2 separate regions of the Mus musculus genome follow, and region 2 is linked to region 1. The links are chromatin contacts, called in public Hi-C maps. All regions are on one chromosome and are shown on one strand. The core of a region is the stretch at or near the end of the contact, and the rest is flanking DNA. Distances in the headings are between cores, read along the strand shown.

Evidence for each region. A called contact is a pair of places that touch in the nucleus more often than the background predicts.
Region 2: a contact with region 1 is called in a Hi-C map of liver, with 7 times the contacts expected there. The contact joins the promoter of Slc3a1 here to the enhancer-like site in region 1. A contact is called at or near these places in 10 of 39 promoter capture datasets (the 3T3-L1 cell line, the HPC-7 cell line, HPC-7-derived erythroid cells and 6 more), 20 of 484 Hi-C or Micro-C datasets (CD4 T cells, CD8 T cells, the G1E-ER4 cell line and 12 more), 1 of 115 datasets of contacts at active chromatin or transcription factors (intestinal villus epithelium) and 3 of 9 other capture datasets (adipose tissue, liver and pancreatic islet).

Annotation. Positions count from the first base shown.
Region 1 is chr17:84,894,780-84,898,769 of GRCm38.p6, reverse strand. No RefSeq gene overlaps it. Among named protein-coding and RNA genes, the nearest start is that of 1110020A21Rik, 61 kb to the left of the region's middle. Within about 2 kb of position 1,984, at least 8 of the 459 cell types and tissues checked have an H3K27ac peak or open chromatin away from gene starts, as enhancers often do. A contact at or near this core is called in liver and pancreatic islet, where this site is marked.
Region 2 is chr17:85,026,705-85,030,694 of GRCm38.p6, reverse strand. Slc3a1 (solute carrier family 3, member 1) reads right to left here and starts at 2,348. Exons shown (of 10, transcript NM_009205.2): 1 at 1,837-2,348. The coding sequence starts at 2,263.

The DNA.
Region 1 (3,990 bases), core at 735-3,234:
ATTGGGGGAGTCCTCACGTTGTGGGTCTTTCAAGTTCACAGGTCAGCAGCAGCAGCTTGAGCCACTTGCAAACACCTCACAAACACACCAGCAGTCCATTTCAGTAGTGTTGGAATAGCAAACATGAATCAGAATCAGTGGCATGACCTAGCAGAGACAGCCAGGCTCTGCTGACTCAGCATGAGTCAGCAGAAGCCATTAGGACAAACAGGGACACCAGGAGAAGCTCTTTGCCGTGCCTCTCTTAATAAAGTGAAGATCAGCAAAGAATAAGACTTGAAACCAACAAACCTTGCAAAGCTAGCTATGCAAGCCTGCATCACTGTCCTCTGGGTCCTATTAGTACCTACTCCAGACTTCACGTGTCCTCCCATAGATCTTGCCTCATTCCACGTGAGACTGTCTTAGCAAAATCTGCTATCATGCCGTCAATTGGCCCGAGTCCACAGAAGCGGCAAGAAGCTGCCAGAACACCACTGTATGTTTTTTGGTGCATTTCTCTCTATGGAGTTATAATTAATAGAGCGCCACAACGCAGTGTAAGGTGAACCAATACATGTGTGTCATTAGCAAAGAACCCTTCATCACACATCCTTTCACGTGCTTGCTTAGGCAAAACATCCGTTTACCTGTGTCTGCTTCAGTGAAACGTTCTTTGACATAACTGACTTTCCCCAGAAACCAGATGTTTCCACCTCAGCCCCCCGATTAAAGGCTGTCTTAGTGAGGGTTTTACTGCTATGAACAAATACCATGACCAAGGCAACTCTTATAAAGGACAACCTTTAATTGGGGCTGGCTTACAGGTTCAGAGGTTCAGTCCAGTATCATCAAGACAAGAATGTGACAGCATCCAGGCAGGTAGAGCTAAGAGTTCTACATTTCATCTTAAGGTCGACAGGAGAAGACTTGCTTCCAGGCAGCTAGGTTGAGTCCATGCCCACAGTGACACACCTACTCCAAAATAGTGCCAGTCCCTAGTCTAGGCATACTCAAATCATCGCAGATGCTTTCTTTTTATAAGATTTGCCTTGGTCATGGTGTCTCTTCACAGTAATAGAACAGTGACTTAGGACACTTACTCTTACCAGTTTCCCCTAAATAAATAAATAGAAATTCTCTGTGCCCTCATTCACTGGCAAATGCGTTCCATGGATTCTCTGGTCCTGTGCTTCAGGCTTCATTGATGCTGCTTGGGCTCTCCCCCTGCTATATAACACTGCCCACACAGTAGGCCTAGTGTCACTGTCCCAGGTTTCTTATCCCTGAGTGCTGGGTTTTTAAAAAGCCTGAACATTCCTGTGGGATTGAGTTAGTTCCTTTCGGCCTAGAATCCTACCCCTAATGTGGGAACGCTGTACCCCAACACCCCCCCCCCAAGTTCCCTTTCTTTCCCCTGTGTCTCCCTACAGGTGTGCCCCATCTAGCATGTCTGACTGCATGGGACAGGATGGCAGCCTCATACAGATGCCAAGACCTGACACTGTTGGGAGTATGGGGTGGAGGGCAGAAGGCTTCTCTGTCTGTCCAGCTGCATGGAGCACAGAGGACAGAGAGAAACAAGAGCAGAGACTAATTGAACGGAAGGCAGAGCAGCAGAATTCACTCCCAAGGAAGACAACGGTGGAATACCTTAAATTAGAAGCTTTTTAAAACGTGTCAGGGATTCCTACTGCTTTGGTTGGCTTTGGGCGTGGTTCTTTCCAGCTGTGGATGGCTGGTGGAGTTTTCCTAGCCCTGTAATTCCACTTGTGATGAGTTAGAACTAAAGCTGAAATGTGAGTCCATCAATTGCCCAGTTGGCGAATACTAGAGTTTAAATCTCCTCAAATATTTAAATATGCAGTCGCATTAAAATTCATAGCCATCTGCCTACAACGATCTAATTTGAAAACTAAGCACAATTAACTTTTAATCCTAGGTCAGCTTTCCCAGTGCCACCTGCCCTCTTCCCCCTACCTGCAGCAGACAGTGTGTGTGCTCAGAGCACTGGAGACCTAGTTAAGTATTAACATGAGACATGTATCCCTGGGAAGATGGGTAGACACGCACACCTCCTATTCCAACATCTCAGTGAGTCCTGTGTTTCGAACTCTAAAACTAAATTCAGTGAATTCAGAGTGTGGGGTGTGTCTGTCTCACAAACCCACATGTTCTACATTGAGAAGTGGGCAGAACTTCCCAGAAAGCCAAAGATGAACTTCTGGAAACAGCACCCAGGGAGTTTCAGGATCTGTGCCTACTTCTGGTTCACTGAAGTGGGAGTCCTTAGGTTTGGGGAAGGATCTGGGTGATTTGCAGTCTGATGAAGTAGACTGCTTTGCCTCAATTCTTTGTTGCCTTAATGTTGGGTGAGAAGAAATCCTACCTTCCCCTGCTCCAAAGGGACAGACAGACTCAGGCTTAATGGGCTAACACCAGTTTCCACCTGGAAGCTCCTGTGATTAAGCATCCTCCCCCCCAACCCCCCACCAGCACAGAGCTTAAGTCGGCTCAGCCAGGGTGCTTCGATCAGCACCTCAGGAGCCAGCACGCTTAGAGAGAGCAGCCCTTCTGCGAAGACTCTCTGCTGATTGTGCATATGTTTTGATTCATAAGTTTGATATAGTCTTGTCTTGTGTTGCCCAGTCTAGCTCCGACCTCCCAGGGTCAAGCAATCCTCCTGCCTCAACCTTGTAAGTAGCTGGGACTATAGGTGCCTGTCAACATACCTGGCTGCAGTTCAGTATTCAGGTTAAATGGAGCCTCTGACTGAATAATGACCCATTGGGGGGAAATAAAGTCACTCATGGGAAATGGGCTATGCCTCCAGGCTACAGCGTTCTCAATGAGTCAAAAACTAGATGGCATCTGGGGGCTGAAATCTCAGGGTGTCAGCTAAATTTGGCCTTTGCAAAGAGAAATCAGGTCACAAGGACAGTATTTTTGGCCAAAGGTGACTGCAAAGGAAGAAATCTAAAATAGTCACTAATGAAAACCATGATAATTATTAACTTCAGGATACACAAAGCGATAACACATTTTAATCACAGTGCCCTACAAATGGTCCATGTAGTTTACATTTGTAAACACTAGGTGCTGATTTAGCAAAAATGAATTTTATGGAAAGAATTATGGAGAAAAATGAGAGAGCACGAGTGCTGAATTCTCCTTTACTGTTATTGAGAAATAATGCATCTGCCTTTGTTTATTTATTTTTGTGAGTTTACATCATGTTGGGGACAGAGGGCAAAGAGTGCGTGTGCCAGCTGCCCAAGCATGGAGGTCAGAAGGCAACTGTGCAGAGCTCGTTTCCTTCTTACATTTCTATGTGGGCTCTGAAGATTTAAAAAGCAGGTGCTGGTGGTGTAGGGAATAATTTGTACATGCGTAATGTTTAAATTATGACAATGTATAAAGAAGAGAGACTGTTGAATTTCCTCTCCCTCTCCCTTTGCCTCTCTCTCTCCCTCTCCCTCCCCACCTCTGTGTGTGTGTGTCTGTGTGTACATGTGTGTGTGTGTTTGTGTGCCTTTCTCTTTCCCTCTCTCCTAAAAACAAGGTCTGTAACCCAGGCTGACTTCAGCCTCCATTCCCCCTACCTTGAGGAAGTCCACTCTGGGTTCCCACTCTCTGTCCACTGCTTCATTACTCTTTTAATATTATTATGGGGCATTTAAAATTATGTGCATGTACTCATTTTAAAAACTCAAAAATTATCTTTCTTCTAAAGGCCAAAATGAAACAGAAGGTCTATACAATCACAAGAGTGTCAAAAAGGCAAAGTTGACTTCAATTCCAAATCTGTCCTGAGACATGAGAAAGGACCGAAGGGACACAAGGAGACCGCAGGGCCTCACAGTGCACTTAAACACGATTGGTAGCCACTAGGCTTAATAACAAGAACACTGAATTTGTACTCCTGTATGGCATGATTTTAGAATTTCTAGTTATATATTATTACATTATAAAAGAAATTAAAACTGGGAATGTGCCAGGTGGTGGTGGCAC
Region 2 (3,990 bases), core at 1,099-3,598, 130 kb before region 1:
TGTTCAATCAGTCTCTGCTTTTCTCTATCAGGAGGATCTAACTAACTGGCCTGTTGAGAATGGTTGCTGAGCCTGGCTGTTAGGGCTGCTCAGGCTGAGGCTCCGACTAAGAGCTCAAAGGATCTAGGCCCTTAAGCTGTAGCAGGGCAGGCTGCTCATTTGTGTTGTCTTTACAGTTGACTGTAACATTCCTGAGCATCAGCTGGCGACAGAAATATTTCTACTTAAACCAGAAGCAAGCACGGGGCTGAGCATGTAGGGGACCCTGGTGCAGAATGGATGCTCCAGCACAAGGAAGTGAGGAAGGAAGAAGACTGGGGTAGCTGGGGGCGGGGCTGTCGAGGGGCCGGGAAAACACACTACCAAGGGACTGAGTGATCCCAGTCCCACCTTTGGAGAGACAGAAGACAACACTAAAGCCAAAGCTGGGGTGATTTCCTCAGAATAACAGAACCCTTGAGCATAAGGAGCAGAACCTCCTGGAGGACAGGAATTCTGCTCCCCAGTGAAAAAGCAAAAAACGAACACACAGAGCTGTCTAGAAACTGCGTATTTGTGGGAACTTGGAAGACACCTAGGAGTGGGCTAGAGAGGCAGGACCAGGAGGTAGAAGTGTGTCCCTGGTTCTGGGTTGTCAAAATCCAACTTCACCAACACTTGCTGAGTAAGAGAGGCAACAGAAGCTCACAGAGGCCATAACCATCCAAAGTAGCAAGGGACCGTGATTAAGGTGGAAGATAAAGCCTAATCAAGGTGGCAGCTCTGAGTTGTGCCTCTGGGGACAGATAGACAGTGAGGATGGAGGCATTATTTTTTAGAGTGGAAAGGCTGCTGAAATAGGCCGGTGGTAGGCACAGCCCTGGGATCCACATCCACAGCACTGAGAGTGAGGAGAAAAAGTCAGAGAAAGGGAAACAACCGGACAGGGTACAAAAAGAAGCCTTTCATTAAGGAGGTGGGGGTGTGCTCACGCACTGACTCTACCACACCATCTTGGTTTCTTCTTCAAACAAATAATCATTGCAAGAAAAGAATTTCCTTCCTAGTTTATCTCTTCTTACTGCACGCCCTTTAAAAATATTCTCTCTCTCTGTCTCTCTCTCTCTCTCTCTCTCTCTCTGTGTGTGTGTGTGTGTGTGTGTTTAGTCCAGGATGTCCTGGAACTCATTACAAGCAGAGGGATAGCAACCAACTCTATTCTGTCCTAAACCACGGTGACCCAGCCAATCCAGTTTACGCCCACTGTCTAGCAGTTTCAATCTTAACATGACCGATGGAGCATTCAATTATAAGGATAAGAAATTACATATAGGACTTTTAGTTTAATTTTAAAAAATACAAAATTTTGGTTCTATTCTTCTACTACTATGGCTATTGCTGTGGGAAATCCATTATTAGGCAACAACTAACACACTGTTGGTTCTAGCTTGCTCTCCTCTCTCAGGATTGAAACTTGAAGAGTCTTCCCCTTCCGCAGACATCACATTTATATAACACGATGTATTTATTAATAAACTCTCAGCTAGACTACAAGCTGTGCCTGTGCCAGGAGAGCTAGTCTCAGATGAAACACGGAGCTACAAAATTTCAGGATCGACGAGTGAACATGTGCATGGGTTTAGTGGACGAGAGATTCAACAACCCCGTGGCTCTAAAGCCTTCAGCAGATAGCCTTGCATCAAGAGCAAGGCTTGCTGACTTCTGCTGCGTGGGGCTTGAATTAACTCCCAGGAAATGGGTGCCAGCCACCCTGGAATGTGCTTACAACACAAGCCAGGCACAGAATGGGGCCACAAACCACCCTCCACTAGTTGGTCCTGAGCGGCGAACACGCACCTTTCAGGTCTCCATTCCCATCCTTGTCACTGTCCTTAAAAGACCTCGGGTAGATCTGGTATATGGGACCTGCTTGCCACCAGTCAAGGCATTTTGGAGAGATGACGATGATGGCTATGGTGGCTCCAATGAGCAGGAACACGGAAACCACGGTGAGCCAGAAGAGGATCTCTCGGGGCACCCGGTAGCGAGCCTGGCCGGAGAACTGGAAGAGTACTTCCTTGGGCATCCCTGCATAGGGCCGCACCGCCTTTAGGTGAGGCTCCTCTGGAGCAGGGATACTCACGGCGTTGGGCTGTGGGGTGTCCCTGGAGCCTGGGTCTGGGTCCTGCTCCGGAATGTCTTCATTTTGGACAAACCCGTTATTGGTTCGGCATCCCTTCAAACTCATTTGGATGGGGTCTCTCTTGCCTTTGTCCTCATCCATGTCTACCCTGTGTAGCTCTTCCTGGTGCTTTCCAGCAGGGACAGAGGTAGAAAGGTGTCTTGCTGAGCGCTGTGCTTTGTTAATGAGCTTTGAATGGTTTATAAATAATCATGGCTGGACTTTGTCCAGCCAAGGAAGATTGCGTAAAGTTCAATAAAGGGGGTCGGGAGGAGGGGTGTGTGTGTGTGTGTGCAAAAATTATCTTTATACCGGGTGGCTGACTCATCTACAGTAACAGTATGTGAAGGAGGAGACTGCGGAGAAGAGGCAGGGTCCAAACGCTGTAAGATGCTACTTGTGTGAGTACCAACTGCCTACAGTAATGCGATTCACAAAACTACAAAGGATGGTGGGGACCCAGAGAGATGGGCAATGTGAAATGAACGCACAGAAATTATTCCCTGAAAGGGGAAACAAGTCTGATACATACTACAGGATGGATGGGCTTTGGGGACATTATGCTGAGGAAAAAAAAAAAAAAACACATCCAAGACAAATATTGTGTGGTTCCCCTTCGAGAAAGAACCTATAGTCACAGAAGCAGAAAACAGACGGGTGCTTGTGGGTTTCAGAGGAACTGTGGGAAACTGTTGGCCAATGGAATAGAATTCCACCTGGGGATTTTGATGAGTTTTCGAGATGGACAATTGTGGTCCTACAACAACGCAGACCATTTGCCACTGAGCCAATTATTAAAGAAATGGGTAGTGTTAAATCTGTTTTACAATGGTTGAAGCATCATGTTCTTTCTTTAGCTAGGTATAAAAATGATCTTGAACTAATAAGGAGAAACTGGCTGTCCCCTTTTTTTTTTAAAGTGTCTTCCTATAGACCCACGGAGGTGGCTCTGGAGGCAGGCAACATCATTTTATCCCAGGCTGACTCCAGACAGCCCTTGTGTATGACTAAGCTCTGTATGTGTGCTCAAACATTCTTGTAAGCACTTCCAGGAGGTGGGGGAGCAGGATGCTGAGCACTGCAAGTTCATGCGTTGTACTACATGCACACAGTCTTTAATCCTTGCACGTAACAGTTGTTTAATCATTGACAAGTGTAGGACACATTTGCAAGTCCCCAGAAACTTGCTGAAAGGCTGGCCTTAGAGATTCCCCAGGTCTCAAGGAATGAGATGATCAGCCACACTTGGAAGCTTTGATTAGACTTTTTTTTTTAATTAAAAAAATTGTGTGTGTGTGGGTGGGTGGGGGGGATGCGGTGTTGAGAGACGGTTCAGTGGACACTGTCAAGTTGGATGTCTCCTTCCACTTTGCCTGGGTTCTGGGGTCGAACCCAGGTGCAGCACCCGTTGTTTCCTGTTGTCTGGGTGCCCAATACTACAGGGTTTTCTGTAGAGCAACTTAGTGTTCTTGTTTAATGCAGTCATGACATGTCAACCCCCCTCATACCCTGCAATGGTGTTTCTCATCATTAATTATACATGAAACTTTTATAACGAAGCAGTTGTGTGCTGCTGTTTGTTTTGACCAAGTCTCACTATGCATCTCTAGCTAGCTCAGAAGTCACTATAGCAGACAGACATGGCTGGCCTTGAATTCAGAGGTGGCTAATGGAATGAGCTCCTTTTCATGTCTCGATACTGTTATCTGTCAAATAATAAACACACCATAGAAATATCCCTGTTCACCCTCCCCACACTGTGGCTGAGGTTGCACACACTACAGTCCTTGAGCATGTGTGGGAACTGGACTAGTAGCTGGGCTCTGGCC